Linked DNA regions of Zea mays: all the other regions are linked to region 1. The links are chromatin contacts, called in public Hi-C maps. All regions are on one chromosome and are shown on one strand. Each heading gives the region's core, a stretch centred on a gene start, on an enhancer-like site or on the middle of the called end of the contact. The rest is flanking DNA. Distances are from core to core; before and after follow the strand shown.

The links. A called contact is a pair of places that touch in the nucleus more often than the background predicts.
Region 2: a Hi-C map of ear shows a contact between it and region 1, with 2.4 times the contacts expected there. The contact joins the promoter of LOC100273254 here to the promoter of LOC100194058 in region 1. A contact is called at or near these places in 7 of 25 Hi-C or Micro-C datasets (bundle sheath, ear, leaf and 2 more).
Region 3: a Hi-C map of tassel shows a contact between it and region 1, with 1.8 times the contacts expected there. The contact joins the promoter of LOC103648461 here to the promoter of LOC100194058 in region 1. A contact is called at or near these places in 3 of 25 Hi-C or Micro-C datasets (ear, leaf and tassel).

The regions. Positions count from the first base shown.
Region 1 is chr2:20,455,950-20,460,172 of Zm-B73-REFERENCE-NAM-5.0, reverse strand. It overlaps LOC100194058 (pre-mRNA processing ribonucleoprotein binding region-containing protein), which reads left to right and starts at 2,478. Exons shown (of 9, transcript NM_001139115.2): 1 at 2,478-2,551; 2 at 2,885-3,002; 3 at 3,120-3,182; 4 at 3,259-3,396; 5 at 3,721-4,223. The coding sequence starts at 3,000. It also overlaps the pseudogene LOC103648458.
Region 2 is chr2:20,627,191-20,631,300 of Zm-B73-REFERENCE-NAM-5.0, reverse strand. It overlaps LOC100273254 (cortical cell-delineating protein), which reads left to right and starts at 1,861. Exons shown (of 1, transcript NM_001147696.1): 1 at 1,861-2,803. The coding sequence starts at 2,026. The coding sequence ends at 2,427.
Region 3 is chr2:20,676,751-20,680,605 of Zm-B73-REFERENCE-NAM-5.0, reverse strand. LOC103648461 (ankyrin repeat-containing protein At5g02620) reads left to right here and starts at 1,272. Exons shown (of 1, transcript XM_035965206.1): 1 at 1,272-2,567. The coding sequence starts at 1,679. The coding sequence ends at 2,023.

The DNA.
Region 1 (4,223 bases), core at 1,229-3,728:
CATATAAAAAATCAAAAACTTCCTAGGCTTGCTTGCTCATTAATGTCGAAGCCAATCTGGCTCCAGCCAGTCCAGCGAGCGAGCGCCCTCCACCATGGACACCCGTGTTCACCGCCGTGCCAGGTACAGTACAAGTGAGGCAGCACTCACCCACCCCTGCTTGTCGACGTCCCCTTCTTGCTCGTCGTCGTCATTCATCTCCACCTCGAGCACTGATAGATGTCAAAATTTCAAAGCGCACAACTAGATGATGTAAGCGGTCTCCATCTCCATCTCGAACACCTCGCTAATGGATCCATTAACGGAGGCAGTGTTTATAGTAGCAATGTCTTTATACTATTTCTAGCAACTTATCCCTCCCTATTTATTTATTTATTTATTCAAACTTCACTCCGAGAACATCAAAACAGCGCAAAACAATGATTTAAGTGACCATATGAAGGCGAACTACCGGACACGCGCGGTTTTATTAATAGTCTATTAATGCAGACAGTCATCTTATGTTGCTATCTCCATATTAATCAAATGATGGAGGCGGTAGTCATAAGACCGTTTTCAGTAGTTCACTTATATAATCAACCAAAATACTTTTTCTGCACTGATTTTGCACCGTTGACTATACTGTTTGCATAGTTGAGTTTGAATATGAGGATGATGATGGGTCAACTGCTGAAGACAGACTAAGGCACCCATTTCTATCAATGTGCTATTAAATGAGACAATCATCTATGTTAACCTTCAATCGATGCGACCACTTAGCTATGGGGGCTATCATTGATTATATTAACGGATGATCAAAGAATAGAACAAATTCGTAGCATCATAGACACTATCTGATCGAAAAGATCAGAGAATAAAGATCTTCAAAGAATGACCATAAATCTTTGAACATAATACGACGAATTTAACACGGCGATGAACATTAATTCTCTATTGAGATGCTGAGGTTCATTAGGATTACACAACCCTGATAATATAGGCTAGATTCATCTTTGTCAAGACGCTTGTCTTAACCATAGACGATACATCGCTAGCTCAACCAATCACCCTTTCAACAGATCTGAAGTGACATTTGGCTTCGAAAGGTGTCTTCCAAATTAGCAACTCTAAACTATGGTCAACTTGAGAAATGCTTTTTATTTTCTAACCCGTTGCTCGGTTCTGATGTCCATTTGACATAGTGCTTGCCTAGCTAGTCAAAGCGAAGGTGGTGCGAACAAACAGGTACACAATAAAAAGCAGCAAACTAAGCCCCTGTTTGTTTCGGCTTTTCGCAGCTTCTGGCTACCAAAAGCTGCTGCGGACTGCCAAACACTTAGCTTTTCAGCCAGTTTCTATAAAATTTGTTAGGGTAAAAACCATTCAAAATCAACCTAAACATATAATCGGTTGAGTTGTCGCAATAGTAGTAATCTGTCACTTTATAGATCCTAAGCCCCATGGACAACTTTATCTTACTCCGCACGTAATCCTAACGATACTCAGATTCTCTACACAGCCAGATTCTCCCCACAGCTAGATTCTCGGAAAAGCTGGTCAGAAAAAAGCTGAACCAAACAGGCCCAAAATACCGCAAAGTTTTAAAGATGTGAACCTTTTCTTTTGCCTGCAAATCATATCTCTTAGGGCTAGTTTGGGAACCTAATTTCCTCAATGGATTTTTATTTTCTAAAGGGAAATTAGTTTATTTTCTCTTGGAAAAATTGAAATCCTTTGAAAAAATGATGTTCTTAAACTAGCCCTTAGACAATTTTTTAACGTGTCAAGCACGGTGATGCTGTCATGGTCTTGGATCTAACAAATAAGGCACGGGAGTGAAAAGTAATTAGAAGGTACACATGACTCAAGGCCCAGACCTCTCCCCACCTATCCTCTATCTCATTTTATAGGGGAGGTGAGAGGGGGTTTATTATTTATTATGGTAGAGTTTGTATTACAAATTATATTCTAGTGTTATAAATGGTCCTTATAGGTCTTTTTTTTTGTCAAAAATAATCTTCAATAAGCTCCTCTTGAGGAGATTACAGGATTATCATAATCTAGGCTTCAAATCATATAATCTCTACATATAATCTAGTTGTTTGTTTGCCACCTAGAATATTCACAATGGATGATATAATCTATCCAGATTATAATCCGAAACAAACAAACCCTTAATCATTATTTACATCCACTTGACTATGTAATTAGATTCTAAACTTATAGATGGAAGTCCCTAACATAAAATACACTAAAACCATCAACACAGAACACAAAACATCCAGCATACATTAAATTATGTGATAATTTGTTAAAAGATGTTAGAAAGAGAAAAAAATAAAAAAGGAAAAAAGGATTGTATAAACTTTTATTTGGTGGCCCATCTAAAAGCCCATTAATTCAGCACAAGCCCAAGTTCCACCAGATCCACACCACACGTTTCTTTACCCTAACCTTTCCACTGCTCCATCTTCCTCGCAGCGCCGGCGATCCATCCTCCGCTCCCTCCCTTACTCGCGCTCGGCACGCAGGCGACGCCGGCGGTGGTCAGGCTCGGGCTCTAAGCGACGGCGTCAGTGTCTTCCCCTCCCACCTCTCGGCAGTCGCCTCGCGCCCTCGCCTCCGGTCCTCCACGCACCAGCCGGCTACTCTGCGTTCGTCTCTCTCTCTCTCTCTCTCCTACCACCTCCGGTGGATCATCAACGTCGCTCGGCTGCGCCGCGCGCGGCCTGTGGACAGCTGGAGCCAGCAGCCGCTGCTCCACCAAGGCGGTCGCGCCGCTTTGGGAGCGCTTGTGCCCCAAAGCGAATCGTTAACCGTCCTATCAGTGCCGGTTTTTGGAACCCTGCTAGCGATGCACCTTATTACAATAGCTGACACCCTCTATCCTGCTGTTACATATTAGGCTGAGCTGATTGTCCCATTCAATAAAGAAAGCGAAGGGCATAGATACCAGAAGCAACACTGAGCCCATCTTGCTTGGAATTCTATCTGCTGTTGGAACAACTTACACCAATATCATGGTGAGTTCATTTCCTCTCCTGCTGAGTATATTATGCCAAGTCAACATTCAGTTTTGTGATTCCAAACTTTCTATTCCATTGGCATTTGTTTTTTAATCATGCGGTGCCACTTTGCAGGCAAACCTTGCTGATTCTTTTCTAGCGGATCTTGATGAACTGTCAGACAATGAAGGCTATCCTGTGAGTTATTTTCTATGTAACTGTACTTTTAACGGGTTCACTAGGATTTTTGCTGACCTGCTGTAAAAATTTTCAGGAAGAAGACAATGCTGAGGCAGCGGGTAGGGATGACGACGAAGATGATGATATGCCTGACCTTGAGTCTCTTAATTATGATGACCTTGATAGTGTCTCAAAGTTGCAAAAGACACAACGCTATAATGATATAATGCAAGTATGTAATGCAACCCAACCCCAATTTCTTGAGCATGCTTAGTATTTTATATAAATTTGGCTTTCATTTATTTATTGCGAAAGTAGAAACTGCATTAATTTGGTTGTAGGGAAAATGAACAATGATCTTAGGTTGAGCAGTGCTTTGCACTAGGGAAAATGAACAATTATCTTAGGTTGTACATTTTTTACATCTTTGGCATATATCTTATCCAAACATCGATGCATGTGTCTTTAAATATCTGTAACTATACTGAATGCTAAACTGGTAGATATGATCCTGTTAGTATCTTTGGCATTAGACCTCTCCATTGTTTGTTTGCAGAAAGTTGAAAATGCACTTCAGAAAGGTACTGATTTCTCTAATCAAGGTTCCATCCTGGAGGAGGATCCAGAGTACCAGCTTATTGTTGACTGCAATGCTTTATCAGTAGATATTGAGAATGAAATAATCATAATCCATAATTTCATACGGGACAAGTATAGGTTGAAGTTTCCTGAACTGGAGTCCCTTGTTCATCACCCAATCGATTATGCCCGTGTTGTCAAGAAGATTGGAAACGAGATGGATTTAACACTAGTAGATCTGGAAGGACTTTTACCTTCTGCAATTATAATGGTTGTCTCAGTGACAGCATCAACAACAAGTGGGAAGCCTCTTTCTGAAGACAATTTGGAAAAAACCACTGAAGCATGTGACAGAGCCCTTACCCTTGATGCGTCAAAGAAGAAAGTGCTTGATTTTGTAGAGAGCAGAATGGGGTACATTGCACCAAACCTTTCTGCAATTGTTGGCAGTGCTGTTGCTTCCAAACTGATGGGTACTGC
Region 2 (4,110 bases), core at 612-3,111, 170 kb before region 1:
TGAAATGTACTCAGCAAAGAAGTCTTTGCCGATGTACATAGACTTCTTTGCCGAGAGTCACACTCGGCAAAGACTTCGCCGAGTGTTTTCCAGGCTTTGCCAAGTGCCTGAAACACTCGGCAAAGCAGCTATGTCCGGTAGTGTTAGTGTTTTTGCTGATCAATGATAATACAAGATTATTGTGACTAACATGTGTTTTATAGAGGCATTTGAGTTAGCGCACAATTATGGTGATTGTTTGGGGGACCAATGGCTTTCAAGTTCCTCCCATTGATTCAAGGAAATTATCTTCATTGAAGATATAATCAACACATATGCGAGTCTAATATCCTACATAGACCCTCAATTTCACATGTGGGTCCATATAGACGTACGTTGTGGTGGCGAGATTGACATGTATGTAGCACAACCAAACTTCCACATACTGGAAATACTTAGCATATTTCCATGTACTAGTTATAATGGAGAGATTGCATATGGTATCCAGTTGGACACATTTGAATCAAGTCAACAACATGTAAGAGTGCATGACTCAACATGATGTTGATAGATTGCAATTTTGTAGTAGGGGTCTTGCAATAAGTTTCACTCTTTTGATATTTGCTCTCGCTGAAAGTTAAACTAGTGCCTCCTATTCAAATATTTGCTCTCGCTGAGAGTTAAATCTAGTACCTCTTCTTCTACTAAGGCCCTGTTTAAATGTAGTAGAGCTAATAGTTAGGTGACTAAAAAATTGCTAGCGTAACTAATTGTCCAACTATCAGCTAATTTTAGCCGGGTTGAATCAGCTAATAACTAATGGGTAGTCGAGGGTGTAGCTAACAGTTAGCTGGATTATTAGTTACGAGTGTTTGCATGTCACCTGATAAAAATAGCTAATAGGTAAACTATTAGTTAGGTTGTTTCGATGTTTTCGGCTAATTTTAACAACTAACTATTAGCTTTATTACATCCAAACGGAGTAGTCTCTTAGTTATAAGTTCTTTCGCGACAGTCAACGGGAATGAGAGGCTAGTATTGTGAGCCAGGCTGGGACAACTTTTTTTTTAGCAAAGGCTGAGCACAACTGTACAAGCAAACATAGGAAGGAATGTTCAGTTGTTCACCCGTTGAGCTACTACAACTCCAGTTTGGGAGATAAGGTGGCCCAAGTATTCTGTAGTCGCCTTGCATTAGCGGGCAAGGAACTATACGTACTTCGACTAACCATAACATACAGATTTGGTTAAAGAAAAGGATGGAAGTACCAATTTTTTTTACCTATGGTATTAATTTAAGGCTGTATTTTGTTATCTTTTGATACATTTACAAGGAACATAAAAGACATGTGAAATAAACGGCTATATATATGGACTAAACAATCATACATCTACCGGCCGATCTATACGTGCATACTAGCTCAATAATGTTAGGATCAGTTTGTGTCTGCAGTCTGGCGTGATGAACTGACGATGTTTTGTGCTGACATAAATGCAAAAAAGAACGCATATACTTTCGTCTTCTTTTCTTTCTTCAGATGATATCCTCTATAGATTTGTTGGTTATCATTTGTACGCAAGCGTGATTAGCTTTCATGTTAGAAGGTAGCTAGTGTCCTGTTTTTTTTTAGAATGATATTTTTTAGATAAATTTTAAATCTTGAAAAGCTATTTATTTTGAGATAGAGGGAGTAAAGCTTGCATTGAGTTGTGTGTGTATCTTACCTACACATGAGACATAGTAGCTTTGAGAAGAAAAAAAGCAGGTGACATGATAAATATGATTGGCATTTGGAATTAGTAGACGAGAGATGGAGTTTGTCAGATTTACCTTATTATAAGGGGGCTATGTGGTAGCTAAATGAACAGAAAAGGAGAGCTAGACAAGGTCTCATGTTCCTTCTATTAATACCCATACTTCTCCTCCCCAAACCATCCCATCTCCACTCGCTAGCACTAGCATAGCCGTCTCTTTCTTTTCTGCTTCCAGACATTGTCCACGAGCTGGTGCACTGGTGTCGCTCGCAACCAAATTAAGGACTGAGCCATGGCATCCAAGGGCGTCCTCTTCTTGGCTCTCAACCTCCTGTTCTTCACAGTGGCCAACGCCTGCGGCAGCTGCCCGACCCCAACGCCCCCGGTCGAGCCACCGCCGCCGCCTCCTGCTACCCCACCCCCTTCATCCTCCAGTGGGAAGTGCCCGCTGAACGCGCTCAAGTTCGGCGTGTGCGTCAATGCGCTCGGCCTCGTCAAAGGCGAGGCTGGCAAGGTACCAGCTGAGCCATGCTGCAACCTCATCAAAGGCCTTGCAGACTTCGAGGCCGCCGTCTGCCTCTGCACGGCCATCAAGGGCAACGTCCTCGGCGTCGTCTTCGATGTCCCTATCAAGTTCAATGCCCTCGTCAACTACTGTGGCAAGTGCGTGCCCAAGGGCTACATGTGTGCGTAAGCTCCGCGCGGTTACACGCTCGTAGCCGTTCGCGTGCGTAATTAAGCATGCACCTGCATGGCACACATGTATTGTGCGCCTGCTGATCTCTCCTGTCTCATTTGTGCACCTTAGGTTCTACAGTCCTAGAACCATATTCCAGGCAAATTCTTGTCAGTTCACATGTATTGTCTCTTGTTGAATTTCTATTTTTTTGTTTTATTTTGTATTTGAACATTTGTTTATAAGAGTTTGCCATCTTCTTCTCCAAGAAAAAGAGGAGTGCTGCTTCTAGTTTTTATATCTACGAGTCATGCATGTAATCTGTTGAGAGTCATGTGTTTGTGTATGTAAAACCAAGCACTTGAATTTAATATATACTTATTCGATTTGTGCTAAGGGTTCCTGTCTTTTGGAGGAAGGATCAAGGCATTTGGTTAATCATCTCTCGCGATCTACTTTTATTCGGATTATAGTAGCTCAATTACAAATTTTCCTCTTTTTCCAAACGAGAAGTATTTGGAGTGACTAAACGCACTTAGGTCCGTATTTAGGGATGACAATTCTGCCTGCGGGTACGGATATCCACGGGTTTCGTACCCGATGGGCATGGATACGGGTAAGAAATCTCGCCCACGAGTAAGGATACGGGCAACACTTCTCACCCGCGGGTAATTGACGGATATAAAATTTCGCCCGCGGTATTACCTGTTACCCGCTTAATTTACTAGCCCATCAAAATATCCCCATGCCACTGGCCCACAGGCCACAGCCCAGTCGATCATGTTTGTGGACTTATGTTTGAGACTTATGTTTGTGGATGATCGATCAGGTTTGTGGACTTTGAAGTTTGAACTATGTTCCTTGCCATTATATTATGTCTGTCAAGTTGTTGATGTTTTTGGTGAAATGAACATGACACATATTCGTATGGTATTTTTTGGCGGGTAACGGGTTGCCCGATATCCGCGGATATCCTGCGGGTACGGGTACGGGTCAAAAATTTTACCCGCAAGCTCTCGCGGGCACGGATAAGCACTAGAGGCGCAGATATGTTGGCGGACGGGTAAATGGCTTACCCGCACTTTACCCGACCCGCTGTCATCCCTATCCGTATTCAGACAAACACAACACAACCCTAGCATTCAAAACCCTCCCCTTCTAGCTCTCTGTTTTGCATTCCCTAGTAGTAACCTTACTTAGGTCTGCTCACTGTCGGAATCCAGCTCTTTACTTAGTGCCAATTGATAGCAGTATCTGATTAGGCTGATACCGGGTTACCAGGCAGTCCAAGCCGGGATAGGGTAGCTTTGCACTGCACCTTTGCACTAGCAAAAGCTGCTGGCACGTGATGGGAAACAGCAGCAGCGTGCGCGCTGCATTTCGGCCCGTTGGTTCCTGGGCGCTAGCTCGAGGGTGGGAGCGTGGAAGAAGATGAAGAGGCTCGCCCGGTCCTGATTTTATCTTGGCCCAGCGAAGCGTAGCATTCTGGCCCAGCAGAGAACGTGGGTTTAGGGTCGCGAGAAGCCCATGTCCAGGCGGTTAATACCTGTCGTTGAACCCGGACTCGCACAGTCGCACGTTGCGGCAGCAGATCAAGCAGGATCCTCAAACGAAGCCGGCGGCCGCGGCACGAGAGCGTGAGTGGGCAACGACGCCGCCGGGCACGGTAGATCCGATCCGATCGACCGGCCGTGTCCCCCG
Region 3 (3,855 bases), core at 23-2,522, 220 kb before region 1:
TGCATGCATGGGTGCGCGCGCGCTCCTAGGGTTAACTGCACGGGTGCGCGCGTTGGGTTTGATATACTATATCTTCATCCCATTTGATCGCTTTCGCTTGCTGCCATGTGATGAAGGGGGTGTCACTGTGTCAGGGCACGGTTGCAGATGCGAAGTAACTGCAACTCTAGCGCCGGATCCACTGTGAATATTTCCAGGCACGATGCATCATTTTTTTTCTCTTTTCTCTTGGTTTGAGGCCATTCTTGTTTTCTTGTTTCCCAGAATCTAAATGCAATGAAACATGAATGATCACTTTCAATGTACAGTTTTATTCTTTCGTTTTGCAGCAATCTAATTATACGAATCTTCTAAGTAAAACCGAGTGAAGAAACTCACATCCTTTGTTTTCTTCTCAAGAATGTTTCCATCATAAAAATAAATTATTATTATTATACAATAACAGGCCCGTATATGGCCCAGTGCAACTGGGCCGACGGAACCAGGCCACCAATATCAGTAGGTCTCCAATTATGAAATCTCCATATACACGTGGTCCATATATGCTGGTCCAGGATATACTTGGCCTCCAAATTTGTGCATTACGATTGGAATTCTAGGCTTTGTTTCTTCCTTCCGTAGTTCCGCCAATCTCGCTAGCTGAAACGACGCCGATCTGGGAGTGCGCCGCCACCACAAACGCTCCATCGCCAGTCATCACGCCATCGATGCCGAGCTACTATGGGGCCGTGATCTCGCCGTTGCCGACGCTTTGACCTTTGCCGCACCTGGACGTTGCAAGGTCGACGCAACAAGCCAATCGAGACTGCAGGTATGTGATCAGGAAACACTCCATTGTTTTTTCCTTTGCTTGCAAATTGCAATCGATAGGCAAATGATTTACTTATAAAACTAAAGTTTATGTTAGTTAATTCTCCAATCTCCATCTATGATTTATCATCGATAGGTTGTTAATTAATTTCATTTTTCTATTTTGTAATTCATGAAACAGGAATTCGTATTATTTATCATGTCTAGTAGAAATAGAATACATGAATCTGGTAATGAAAAGCGCAAGAAGAAACAAAGGCTTTTACTGTTTAACATGAATGCTCATGATAGTTATGATATCTAAATACATATGGTTAATTGCAATATTATATAAATATAGGCCTCCACTTTGTGTTTTGCACCAGGCCAAAATAAACTCAGGTACGGGCCTGTACAATCTATACTACTCTATTAAGAGTCTAGTGTCAGCGTCCACACCCTGCCCCCGCCCCCACCCCGCCCGTCCTCATCCCGCGCGCTCCGCTCGACTACCAAAATCCCACCGCCCACCTCTGCAATGGCCGCCTCCCGCGCCCCACCCCAACGTGCGGTGTCATCCTCCCTCCCCCCACCCCACCCCGCTCCGTCATCCTCCCTCGGTTTCCCTCCTATCTGCCCTCCGAATCCCGCTCGTGAACCCTAGACACCCTCCGTCGAGATCTCCAAATCCCACTCTCGAACCCCGTGCCCCCGCCCTCGTCCGCCCCACATCGTGCGATGCCCCCGCCGCGAGAGCTCCCCTAGATGGCATGGAGCGTGTCGCCCACGCACTTGCCCTGACCCTGATTGCACACTACCGCCGCTGGATGTCCACGCGCTGGCCCTCTTCATCTCGCTCGCGGTGGTCGTGGTGCAGACCTCGCTGATCATGGTGGAGCGGAGGGCGAAGAAGCGGATGGTGTTCGTGATGAACAAGCTCATGTGGCTGGTGTGCCTCTTCATCTCGGTGGCCTTCATCGCGCTGACCTACGTGGTGGTGGGGCACGACGACTGGTGGCTGGCCTGGTGCACCATGGGCATCGGCGCCGCGATCATGCTCACCACCCTCGGCTCCATGTGCTACTGCATCGTCGCGCACAGGTTGGAGGAGAAGAACACCAGGAAGATCAGGAGGGCCTCCGCGAGCCAGTCCCGCGGCTCGTGGTCCCGATCAGTCGACTCGGACAAGGAGATACTTAACAGCGAGTACAAGACGAAGATGTACGCGCTGTAGGATGGATAGCAAGTGTAACATGACGGATTCTTTTGTACATACCAGTGCTTTTGTTTCGCCACAGGCTGCTCCATGGCATTCGGCTCGGGATGCAGAGGCTGCGGCACCACATCAGTCTTCTTCAACCAAAGGACTGAAGGCCCTTCCTGCGGAACCAAGTTCAGGTCACTTGACCGGTGTGCCTGTTCCTGGGGAGTGAGAGTCTGCTCAACTGTGTGGTTCTTAGCGCCTGAAACCATCAATGGTGATGGAGATAATTCAGCTAGAAATTTAGAATAGAATAAAGTGTCCGGTACAAAATGCATTGTGTCGTGCAGTAGATATGATGATCTTGTACACGAGGATCTCATCGGAGAGAGTGATTTGTTGAATTCTTGTGGGCAGTTTTTTCCCTTGGGAGTTGGGACTTGGGCTTGTGGTCTGTGACGCAGGGAATATATGTGTTGACAAGATGAAAACTGTCACTGATCGGCCATTTCCGAGACTAAATTTGTGTAACTTGTCGACCACCGGAGTGAAATGTGTATCTGCGAATAACGATATAGAGTATGTGTTTGTTAGCGTGTGTTGGTGACCTGCTTTGATTCTTAAATGAGACTAAAATAGGGAAACACATTTAAAGATGACAGACCTTTATTTCTTCAATCTATTTAAGATAGATTGAAGGAGGAATGATACCTTAATTAATAACCTTTGAGACATAATATACAAATGTTCAAGGAAAATCTTAAATGTTATGCTCCCTTTATTATTCTTTCTCGATTAAGGTAAGAGAGTCGCAACTTTGGAGACTAGCAACCAGGTTTCCTTTAGAAGGAAAAGTGTCCCTGTATATTACAGTGTACCTCTATTTATATGACGAGGTAGAGTACAACTTCGTATAAAATTATAAACATACTCTCAGTTCATAAACATACATCTATACTATTCTATTAAGACAGTAGTGTCAGCGTCCACACTCAATGCCCCCACCCCCGCGACCACGTCGGCCCGTCCCTAAACTAGCGCGCCCTCGCCCCCATCCGCGTCAAGCGTCACCCGCCACACCCGCCCATCCCAGCGCGATTCTCGCGTCGCAACGCCACACCCGCCCATCCCGGCGCGACCGCGTTATCGCCCTCGACCCTCGCAACATCGCCCTGCTCATCTTCAAGGCCCTCGCCCTTGACCTACAGGGCCACCACCTCCCTGTGATGCGCGTCCTCGCGCCGCCGCGCGCCCAAAGCTCGACCGCGTCGTCTTCGTCAAGCTGGACGTCGGCCACACGCCACCCGTCGTAGCTCCACCTCGCATCTCCGGCATGCTGCACGTCCCACGCAGGCAGTCCGATGAGGCGCGGCGCCTACAAGCAGTGTGTCGACTTCAGCCCCTCGCGCCGCCACCGCGAGGATGGCCTCCTCGCCCTCTGCTGCCTTGACCGCGACGTTGGGCTCTTCAAGCGCCGTCATGACGAGCCTGCTCCTGCCGTCGCTGTCTCCGATTCGACTCCTACACCCTTGAAGTCGACGGTACTGCAATAGAAAAATTGTGGATCTTGCCCACGATGCTCATATCCACCGTGCCCACCGTGCTCCCACCAGCACCCGCTCATGTCCAAGGAACTCTTCGGCTACTTCGTTGCGCCGTCATCTTCCCCATATTATGGTCGCCACACCACTGTCCCTACTGCTCCTGGCGGTCGCCCTGCCAACCGCAACGTCGTCGTCTGCAACATCGACGTCGTCGTCCCTTTCTACTCAACAGGCGTCATTTTCTTCGGTCCTCTTGGACACGGCTTCTTCAGCTCTCCTCCAGGCTCCAGCTGCGCCTCGGTCACGTGCCCACTGGTCTCC